Regions from separate parts of the Danio rerio genome. Here region 2 is linked to region 1. A link is a contact called in public Hi-C data. All regions are on one chromosome and are shown on one strand. The core of a region is the stretch at or near the end of the contact, and the rest is flanking DNA. Distances in the headings are between cores, read along the strand shown. Region 1 holds the start of si:ch211-191a24.4. Region 2 holds the start of igfbp1a (insulin-like growth factor binding protein 1a).

What was found. Hi-C and Micro-C count contacts between places; a contact is called where the count stands out from the background.
Region 2: a contact with region 1 is called in a Hi-C map of hematopoietic stem cells, with 3 times the contacts expected there. The contact joins the promoter of igfbp1a here to the promoter of si:ch211-191a24.4 in region 1. A contact is called at or near these places in 5 of 18 Hi-C or Micro-C datasets (caudal fin, embryo, hematopoietic stem cells and 1 more).

Annotation. Positions count from the first base shown.
Region 1 is chr20:6,686,634-6,692,175 of GRCz12tu, reverse strand. It overlaps si:ch211-191a24.4, which reads right to left and starts at 3,491. Exons shown (of 4, transcript NM_001277124.1): 1 at 3,409-3,491; 2 at 270-408; 3 at 1-110. The coding sequence starts at 406. mcm3l (MCM3 minichromosome maintenance deficient 3 (S. cerevisiae), like) reads left to right here and starts at 4,175. Exons shown (of 17, transcript NM_001171068.1): 1 at 4,175-4,365; 2 at 4,473-4,585. The coding sequence starts at 4,294.
Region 2 is chr20:6,968,020-6,973,561 of GRCz12tu, reverse strand. It overlaps igfbp1a (insulin-like growth factor binding protein 1a), which reads left to right and starts at 3,570. Exons shown (of 4, transcript NM_173283.4): 1 at 3,570-4,034; 2 at 4,644-4,801. The coding sequence starts at 3,659. The region is part of intron 1 of dsg2.2 (desmoglein 2, tandem duplicate 2); the gene reads right to left.

The DNA of each region.
Region 1 (5,542 bases), core at 2,242-4,741:
TAGAACAGATGTAAGTGCACTTGGACTCCATGTGCTCCCTTTGAGAAGTGCTCCTCGCAGGTCTCTGAGACCCTCTGGTTTGGTATGAGGACTGGCCAGATGATCTGGTTCTGATATATTTATAAATACACGATTTAATTGATTAGTAATGCAAAAACAGGCACAACATATGCAAAACATATTTAATTTCCTCATCTTTCCTGTTTGTTTATTTTTTCCTCCACAGTTAAATTTGTATGCTGTTAGTTTGTGCAAGTATGTCGTCTCACCTTTCATTGCCTGGTCGTCGGTCACTAGGACGGTCCTGTTGACTGCGGGGGTCTCTGTCTCTCTTTTCACCATTTTGTCTTCTCTCTTCACCATTTCTCTCTCTGTGTGTACGCTGGTTTCTGGGTGGCTGGCTCATTGCTTCATGAAAGAAAGATACTTTAGTGTATGTTTGCAGAGGTTTACAAATTTTATAAAAAAAAAAAAAAAAAAAAAAAAGACTTAAGACAACTCCATCGTAAAAATTTAATTTATTAATAACAATACAAACAAACACAGACAGACAGACAGACAGATATATTAGACAGACAGACAGACAGATAGATAGATAGATAGATAGATAGATAGATAGATAGATAGATAGATAGATAGATAGATAGATAGATAGATAGATAGATAGATAGATAGATAACATGTTAGATAGATAGATAGATAGATAGATAGATAGATAGATAGATAGATAGATAGATAGATAGATAGATAGATAGATAGATAGATAGATAGTTAGATAGATAGATAGATAGATAGATAGATAGATAGATAGATAGATAGATAGTTTGTTTGTTTGTATAGCCTATAAATTTGATTGTGTACAAACCATTGGATATACTTATATACACAGTAAAATATCCACATTATTATTGATTGCAATAAGTTAACGTAACTGTCTTAAAATACGAAAACAATTTCCAAACCGCAACCGTTAATTGTTTTAGTTTACGTACTGTAACCTGTGGTTGAGTATCGGTGAATGAGTTTCACTCACTCTTGTATCTCGTTTCAGCTGACTTCAGTAAAAACAACAACAATAAACTCGTTTTATTAGAAGTAAATGACCAAATAATGTTTCTAAACGACAACAACGTCAAAAAAACAGACAACTTACTTGTTTATAAAGGTCGCTGATCACATTTGTTTTGGTTTTCCTAATCAAAACTCCACTTTTTTCCGCCGACATGAGATTTTGACCAACCCTGTCAGTGAAATCTCGCGATGATTACCTGGGGTTTGAAGACAGGTGAAAAATACAAGTATCAGACGCGGCAGTCCCTAAACGAACTGTCAAACTTTGTTATCTGTGTGATCGCCTATTCACAGTTTGAACGACCCAATACGCGATAACAGAAGCAAAGGTCAGGACAGACTGAGAGCACGGACTGTCTCCTCAACAAAAGTGGCTCTGTCTTCGATCAAAACATACGCAAGTGCGAGGGAAGAGCATTGTTTTTGATTCACTCAAACGAATCGATTCTTTTGAACCAGCTCACTAAAGGATTCAATCACTGATTTGTTGACGAGAGAATCAACAGAACCAGACCGTTTTTTATTGAATACAAAATATGTTGAGAACAAAAGTAGCATAAACAGTCAATATACAGTCAGATGAATACTGGAATAGGATAGTATTTAGCACAACAAATATTTTATTTAATTCTAAATGTAAACAAATCTTCTGAAATAAATAATACATCAAGGTAACAAATAAAACTATTAATTATATGATAAAATATAATAATTTTTAATTGTTTGTAAAGAAAAACAAGCATTATAATGTAATACAATTAATTATAATTAAATATATAGATCAGGTCATATCATCATTTGGTCAACCCATGGATTATTTTTGTAAGGTGAAACTGAAATAATAATAATAATAATAATAATAATAATAATAATAATAATAATAATTCAGTAAGTAATGTAAGCTAATTCATATGTTTGTTTCTAAAAAGTTGTCATCAAATTTTATTTTCAAAGTCAAGATAAATATAAATCATGACAGTCCCCATACCAATGTCAACAAAACCAAACTTTTCCAAACTTTCCAAAGTTCCAAACTTTTTTCCACTCAATCTGCTCAAATAAGGAAATATAAAATGGTTTACATTTTGGCAACAATGTGGTTCTGCATAACATTTTTGATGTAAAAGTGATTAAATTTATTGTCTATAATTTTCAAACCATTGGTAGGGGAGTGCGAGGCACAAAGTAACGCGAGGTTAAATGTAACACCGAGATTTAAGGTATACTTGCTCAGGGTTAACCATGGCATGACTGCGAGGTTTTCACCACAGTGTCGGCAGATGTCTTCTTGCCAATTATTGAAAAAGTTTGGCGAAATTTGGATGAGAACACGGAGAAACCATTTTTGCAACCTAAAATAATTTTTTATTATAGTCAATATTTTTTAAATATATTGTTGTGACTACCATCTTCTAGGCTAAAATATGAAACCATTTTGAAAGATGTAAAACACAAAGTGACTGCTAGCCAGTTTTGAAGAAAACACGACACCGCGCGGTTAGTTAGTTAGTGTTACAATTAAGCCACGCACTGTTGGACACCAATCAAACTAACACTATATATATATATATATATATATATATATATATATATATATATATATATATATATATATATATATATATATATATATATATATATATATATATAATTTTGAGTGTAATGTTGAGAACTATTTAAATGAAATGAAATTTTTTTTTTTTTGATAGACAAAAAATATTTTACTGCTAATAATACAAATAAATGCATTGTATAATCCAAATGTGTTTATCCAATAAATAAATAAATATACCGTGCTATTCATTCATTTTCTTGACTGCTTAGTTCCTTTATTAATCCAGGGTCGCCACAGCAGAGTGAACCGCCAACTTATCCAGCAAGTTTTTACGCAGCGGATGCCCTTCCAGCCGCAACCCATCTCTGGAAAACATACTGTGCTGTGTAGAATAAAAAATAAATTGAGCTAGGTACTGAGAAAATATAGCTACTATTTAAAGTAAACTTTAAATTTTTAAATAAACTGTGTGTAATCTGCCTTTTTTTAAGCATGTGTTACAACTAACCCTGTCTGTTACAACTTGAAGTGAGGTAAATAGTAACATTTTTACTCCTGGCACTTTTGGCAACACTGCAAAGAAACAATAGTCCGGCGATTATACAACCAGAGCTCATTTGTAGGAGAGGCTTGTGTTTTGTTGGTAAAAAAACAAATGGTTTGTTTAACCCCAAACCTTTGTTTATTATTTGACCAAAGCCAAAAAGTGTTACTTTGTGCCCCGCTCCCTTACTTAACTGATTAGTATGTAAAATATTGGATTCAGACATTAGATATATTACCAGATAAGAGCTGAACAAGCAGTTTTTCTCCAGCTTGAGGAACTACATATAGAGAGGGGCGTAATCGTTCAGGTCTAACCAATGAAACACGCCTTCACAGCGCGCACTCAAATCCTATTTGCTGAATGGTAAAGTCAGTCACCGAAGAGGAACGCCTTCAGACACTTCAGGAGTTTGTTTGCAGAGAACCGAGCAAAGGAAGATTCGTCCAAAACGTGAATGAATATTTTATAAAACCATATGAGCCGTAGCCTGAGGCTTCGTCCTGGAATGTCGTAACAAACGAAAATGAACTAATTTATGTGCGTATTATGCAACTACAGTATGTGTGAGTGTCAACAGTATCAAGCAGCTCGGAGTAAAATAACTGAAGAGCACTGTAAGAGCTTCAAATACAGTATAAAAGAATGGAATAATTCAAAGGGGGTCTAGCGCATTCATTGTCCTTTTGACTCGAGCATTTTAAGAAGCGTTCAGGAGAATCTATTTTGCTAATAGGGTCCAGCTACCATTACACAAATAAAACATGGTTACTTGTAAAAAAAAAAAACAAACAAACATGATAATTACGAATTATTCATGATTTTGCTACACTAACCACAGTTTAACCATTGTATTTACAGTAAAAACGTGATATAGGCTACACATGGTTATCTGTTATATTTTTTACCATAATGAAAGCATGGTTCGAAATAGGGGTAGCTCTATTCAAATCAGTTGGATAATCACATGCTCAAGTTAATGAGCCTAATTAACATAATTGATTGTCAGGCCTGTTGCACCAGCTTGGTTTGGTTGCTTCATGTTTGTGCATTTGATTTTTGTTGAACTGTGAATGTTATTTTAAAATATTGTAATGCACATGCTGATGCGCGTGTAGGAGAAATGGATACTGGGTTAGAGGACCTCGAGCTGAGAGAGTCACAGAGGGAATATCTGGACTTTCTGGATGATGATGTGAATAATTTGAATAATCTTTATGTGTTTGACTTGTGGGCATTTTGAACTGTATAAACTTTGTTTTTTGTCTGTCAAACTAAATCTTTTTTTATTGTAATTTACAGCAAGATCAGGGCATCTACCATGAAAAGGTCAGGAGTATGGTGTCTGATGGACAGTGTCGTCTCATTGTCAACATTAATGATCTGAGAAGAAAAAGTGAAAAAAGAGCTAAAGAGTAAGTGATTAATTTGATTAAAAGTTGTCTATTTTGTTTCATATTTTGCTTTTTTGACAATTTTAGATTTTTTCTTTAACGTTGTTTGCTCTTCGGGATTTGGTCAGTAACAAACATGTGGCCAGATACATGTGAAACTCTGGTGTAAACAGCATGGTTGATGTACTATATGTTGCTCTGCTGTCTAAAATATACAAAAAAAAAAAAAAAAAACATGGAAGCTGCTAAATCACTTACTAAAGCAGAATATGGTGTAGCATTTTGATTTAACATGTGGTAAAGGATACATTTGACCAGATTAGCCTAATGTTACACTCGCTTGAGCATAAATTATAAGAACAAACATGAACGTTATCAAGATTCTTGCCATGGAAATCGTGAATTAGTTTGGTCAACCACAAACACTTTTTGTTCTTCAGACAGCTTTTTTTTCTCTCTTCTGCTTGACTTTACATGGCTTTCAGTATTCTAATACAATCTAATAGCAAAGCCCAAAACAATTGATCATTTTCAGCAGTAGTAAGCAAATAATATGATTCTCAGTCAGTTCAGTCACATTGTTTACGTTCTGTGTTTCCAATATGGCTGACTGATGATGTGTGATGAAAATTCTCTGTAGAGGAGAGTGGGGACAGTTGCAACACTTTTTGCAATTCTTTCAGTTTCTCGAAGACAATTTTATTTTTTTTTTGTGGAACCCCAAAATTTTAAAACAATAAACTCACTTCTGTTGGACAGGCACCCATATTGCTATAATATGTGTAGATATGTTAATAAATTCTTCATTTATTACTTAAAGAAAGGGACAATTGCAACATTCATTCAAATTATAATTTAAAAAAAATCTAAAACCTCGAGTTGGATTTTATTTTTTGGTAAACCCACTAAATGAAAATTGGTTAAATTATTAAATGTGTTGGCCATATAAATACAAAACCTTAAAAAAAAAAAAAAAAA
Region 2 (5,542 bases), core at 2,321-4,820, 280 kb before region 1:
TTTTTTTTGTAAAGAAACAAAATAAGAAAACATGTTAAATGAGAATCTGAAATATTGTATGGCATTCTTGAAAAAATAAAGATGATTTAGTATTCAAAACTGGTTTATTAAGATTATTTTAAAATAAACTGTTCTCACATTTTTTATAGTATATGTATTAATTCTGGTACTTTTACCATAAACCAACATATTAACCTCTACTAGATGGTTGATATTTTAGAATTTATGGGATGTGTTGAGTGCCAAAAAAAAAAAAAAAATGTTTTGTTGCTGGGGCCGTTAAAGGGTTAAGTACTACGTTGCTCATGTTTATACTTGAAATATATATTTAATAGTACTTTAACTCTTTATCTGCCTGCTCTACCAATTGGTTGACCATATTTTGACTCGTTTTATATAGTGACTGTTAAAGTCCTTAAAGGAATGAATGTTTTAAATAATGCTTTACACACGCAGCACTGTTGGTTTACAAGAAAATCAAACAAACATAATCCTGTTGCACTACTACACTTGATTTAATTTTTTTTTTGTAGAGAAACAAAACAAAAAACATGTTTAATGAAAATCTGAAATATTTTATGGCATTCTTCAAAAAAATAAAGATGATTTAGTTTTCAAAAATGGTTTATTAAGATTATTTTAAAATAAACTGTTTCACATTTTTTCATAGTGTATGTATTAATTCTGGTACTTTTACCATAAACCAACATATTAACCTCTACTAGATGGTTGATATTTTAGAAATTATGGGATGTGCTGAGTGCCAAAATAAAAAAAAAAAAAAAATGTTTTGTTGCTGCATGGGGCAGTTAAAGGGTTAAGCATATTATGTTCCTCATGTTAATACTTGAAATATATATTTAATAATACTTTAAGTACACTACCATGTTCCTCTTTAAATATTCATGTTTATACTTGAAATATATATTTAATAATACTTTAACTCTTTATCTGCCTGCTCTACCAAATGGTTGACCATATTTTGACTCGTTTTATATAATGACTGTTAAAGTCCTTAAAGGAATGACTGTTTTAAATAATGCATTACACATGCAACACTGTTGGTTTACAAGAAAATCAAACAAACATAATCCTGTTGCACTACTACACTTGATTTAAATTTTTTTTTTGTAAAAAAACAAGAAAACATGTTAAATGAAAATCTGAATGCATACTTCAAAAACAAAGATGATTTAGTATTCAAAAATGTTTTTTATAGATTATTTTAAAATAAACTGTTCTCACATTTTTCATATGTATTAATTCTGGTATTTTTTACCATAAACCGACATATTAACCTCTACTAAATGGTTGATATTTTAGAAATTATGGGATGTGTTGAGTGCCAAAATAAAAAAATAAAATAAATAATGTTTTGTTGCTGGGGCAGTTAAAGGGTTACGCACATTACTATGTTCCTCGCGTTAATACTATAATATATAATAATAATATAAAATATTATAGAAATATATATTTAATAGTACTTTACCATGTTGCTCTTTAAGTATTCGTGTTTATACTTGAAACATATATTTTAAATAATACTTTAAGTAGATGTGAAGCATTTTCCTATACGTTTGGACATTTTTCAAGCTCTGAATATATCAAAATGCGTTGCATGATGAGCAATATTGGTCACTCTAATAGATAAATATGCTCTAACGTTCCTCTGCAGCTTAAGGACAACAGGTCCTTCTGTCTGTCGGTGATAAAACGCTTCCAAATCAGTGTCTGACCGTTGAGTTCAGTTTTATCACTGCAGACATTACAGTAACCGTCTGCATGAAAAACGCCTGCATGCTTAAAAGAAAAAAAGAGGGTTAAGGCTATATAAAAAAGAAAGAGTTATGGGTAATATGAGCATGGGTATTACTAAAACATTCATCAGTGTCATTAGTGTTGAAAGACATACACATTTTAATTTATTGTATGAACTGTAACTGTCACATTTGTCTGCACTGTCTGACAAGGTTAACGGTAAAGGATAAATCCTCAGATGCAAGGTGTTCATGGTATTCTTGCCTAGAGGTTTTGACAAAGGGGAACAGAGAGGCTACAGTTACCGGTATGACGCGCGTGCCGCTTTATCTCCGTCAGCAGATACTCGCGTTCCCACACGCGCGCGAACGGACAACCTGATCACGTGACGCGCAGAGAAACTCTCCACGCGCTGAAGAAAAAAAAAATGATGCAACACTGTCAGACAATTGCGTGGATCATGTGGTCTCCCCTCGGAGACATTCGAAAGCCCAGCGGTTGACACATTATTAAAGCGCCCTTCCCCAGCGGAGTGTCACATCCTGTGGCCCATTCATAAACTCCTCCGCGCGGCCACGACAAAAGGCCTCGCGACGCGCGTGGAGAGGAGACGTGTCAGTGGACATGTCGTTTTTCCCGCGCGTCTATTATTATCCCAAGAGAGGGGCTGTGACAATAGTGGTAGCTCGAGCTTTCCAAAACGGGGTGCCGTCCTGACCTGAGTGAGGTCACGTACCACAGGGCGAGTGCACGCGGTGCCACAGAGCGCGCGCGTTGTGTCTCTCACCTCATTACAGACGAAAAAAAATACAAAAAAAAACGCGTCAAATGAATGCCAGACCAAGGACCAGGACGCGACAATTTGGCTTCGCAAAATGCTTGTATAACAGTTTTCGAGGGGGAACTTAATGAATGAGGAGCTTTGTGTGCCGCGTTCTGAAGTAAATCACAAATTGCATTAGCTGGCTTCAGTAGACTCACAACATGAACCTGAATGGGATGTTCTTGAACCTATGAAAAACCTCATGGAAAATGAGATTGGGAGGGAGCCACAAACAGGCCCACTTTTAGTCTTTTTGTTATTGTTGTGGCAAATAAGTGATCCAGAATAAAGTTGCGGAATATAGTTCAGCAGAGTTCGAATTCATTAGTAGCCTAATGCTTGTGCTAAGCCCATGAACTCTTATTCTTAATTCTCTGCTGATTCTTTAGCATTATAATGAATACCAATGCAGTAATAATATTTAATTTTACTAGAAATGTTGTAAATTAAATATTTGTTATAGTTAAATAAGGTTTCGTGTTGCAAATTATATTATTTAATACTTGTTAATATTCCCACAACAATAAGATATGTATTTAACAACATCAAATATTTAGCTTACATGCACAGTGGAAGTATATTTCATAGAAAATAAAACACTTAGCTCAGACTGTTATTGCACATAAAAAGCATGCTTAAGTTTGATTTACGTTCATTTTCAAGCGAATAATTGCATATTCATCCAAATGCCTACCCAACATGCTGGGATGAACCTATACAAAAGACACCTTATTATTGTCGTTTCAGATTAGGTACTTGTCGGGTAGTAAACACACGCTTTTCACGCTTGTACACATTATGTTCCGATACAAACAGTGACGCATATTACGCACTGTGTTCAAAGAACAAGAAGACTGGATCCCCGGCAGCCAATCGGAGCAGAGGGGGATCATTTAAGAAATCATTGATACTGCCAATGCGTCAAACACGAGCGTGTCAGCGGGACCCAGTGTGCGTATAAATACCGCGAGGCGACCCGGAGAGAGCTAGTCGTTTTGGAGAGCGCAAAGACAGTGAGGAACTCCACGTTTCACTTCATTTATTTATTTATCTATTTATTCTGAGCCGTGCTTTGGGATGAACAGACTGCTTCTGAACTTCTTCTGGGTGGCAGCATTCAGCGCACTCCTCGCCGCGCCGGGGCTCCGGGCTTCTCCAGTGGTCGGGCAGGAACCGATCCGCTGCGCTCCGTGCTCCCCGGAGCGGCTTGCCGAGTGTCCGGCGGTGGATGCCGGCTGTGAGGAGGTGCTTCGAGAGCCGGGCTGCGGCTGCTGCCTCGCCTGTGCGTTGAAGAGAGGTGACCCGTGCGGGATCTACACTGCGCCCTGCGGCTCCGGGCTGCGCTGCTTGCCGAAACCGGGAGAAGCCCGACCCCTGCACGCGCTCACCCGGGGACAAGCGGTGTGCACCGAGAGCCCCGAGCCTAACCACAGCCAAAGCGAGACAGCACCAGGTACAGGTTTATCAGTATATTAGACTGTAACTGTGTGTTCAATAACTGCAGCCTGACGAGTCCTCTCGCTGATTCAACCACTGATGAGATTTCATCAGCATTACAAACCAGTTGAACCAGTATCAGATATTGAGGAACTTCAGCTTTTACAAAAAAAAAAAAAAACATTTACAATTATGCAAAATGATAAGAAATTTGAGCTGTGTCTTGTAATTTATTTTATTTATTTTTTTTTTTAAATAAATTTGTAATACACATCACACAAATGTGTTTACAATTTGTGGTGTGTATTATAAATTTATAACATAAAGTTAAAAATAAATAAATGTAAAAAATGGGAATTTAACTAAACTATAAATGACAAAATGTATATTGAATTTACTGCTCAAATTAAACTCGCTTTTTATTTTGCTTCATTTATTTATTTACATTTTGGACATGTAAAATATACCTAAAAATTTCACAATTACTAAATAAGTTTTTTTATTCAAATCTGAATAAGCAATTCAAAAGTTAAGATAGCGATTGCTTTTATTTACGCCTTTCAGTAGGCTGATTAGGAGTGACTAATCCCGCCAACATTTCTCACCTCTCCTTTTCTTCTTTCAGATCATCCGGAGTCTCATAACGGGCCGACGGCAGTCAATGAAGGCAGCTCCACCGTGTTCGTGACCGGGCACGGAAAGCCCTTCGACCCGCGGATCATCACTAATAAAGAGAGCATGAAGGCCAAAGTCAACGCGATACGCAAGAAACTGGTGGAACAGGTGAGCTCCTCCAGGCACCTCGGCTTATCTATAGACATCCTAAAGAAATGTGTAAAGGTTTAGTTTAAATGAGACCCCATGTTCCACATATGGCCACAAGAGGACGGTATAAGGTTACTGAAATTTCTTAAGCTGTACATGAGGCAAAGAAAGAAACAGTAAAATTAAGATGCATGATTTTAAGAGATGCAAATTTAAGAGACATTAATAGTTATTTTACTTATTGTAGTAGTAGTAGTAGTAGTATTTATTATTATTATTATTATTATTATTATTATTATTATTATTATTGGTAGTAGTAGTAGTAGTAATAGTAATAGTAGTTGTAATAAATAGTGTAAACTGTTACATTTAAAATAAAAATCAATATTAATGTTATTTAATTTTTATTACTGATAATAAGTGTTTTTGTTGTTTATTAAAATTTTAAACAATTACAAACTGCAAACTGTTCAATTACAAATTGAACAATTATGTTAAGTAAACGGTAATTATAATTATTATAAACATTTTGGTTTTCAACTTCAAAACCATAGTAGACAGACAGACAGACAGACAGACAGATATACAGATAGATAGATAGATAGACAGACAGACAGACAGACAAACAGACACAGATAGATAGATAGATAGATAGATAGATAGATAGATAGATAGATAGATAGATAGATAGATAGATAGACAGACAGACAGACAGACAGACAGACAGACAGACAGAAAGACAGACAGGCAGGCAGGCAG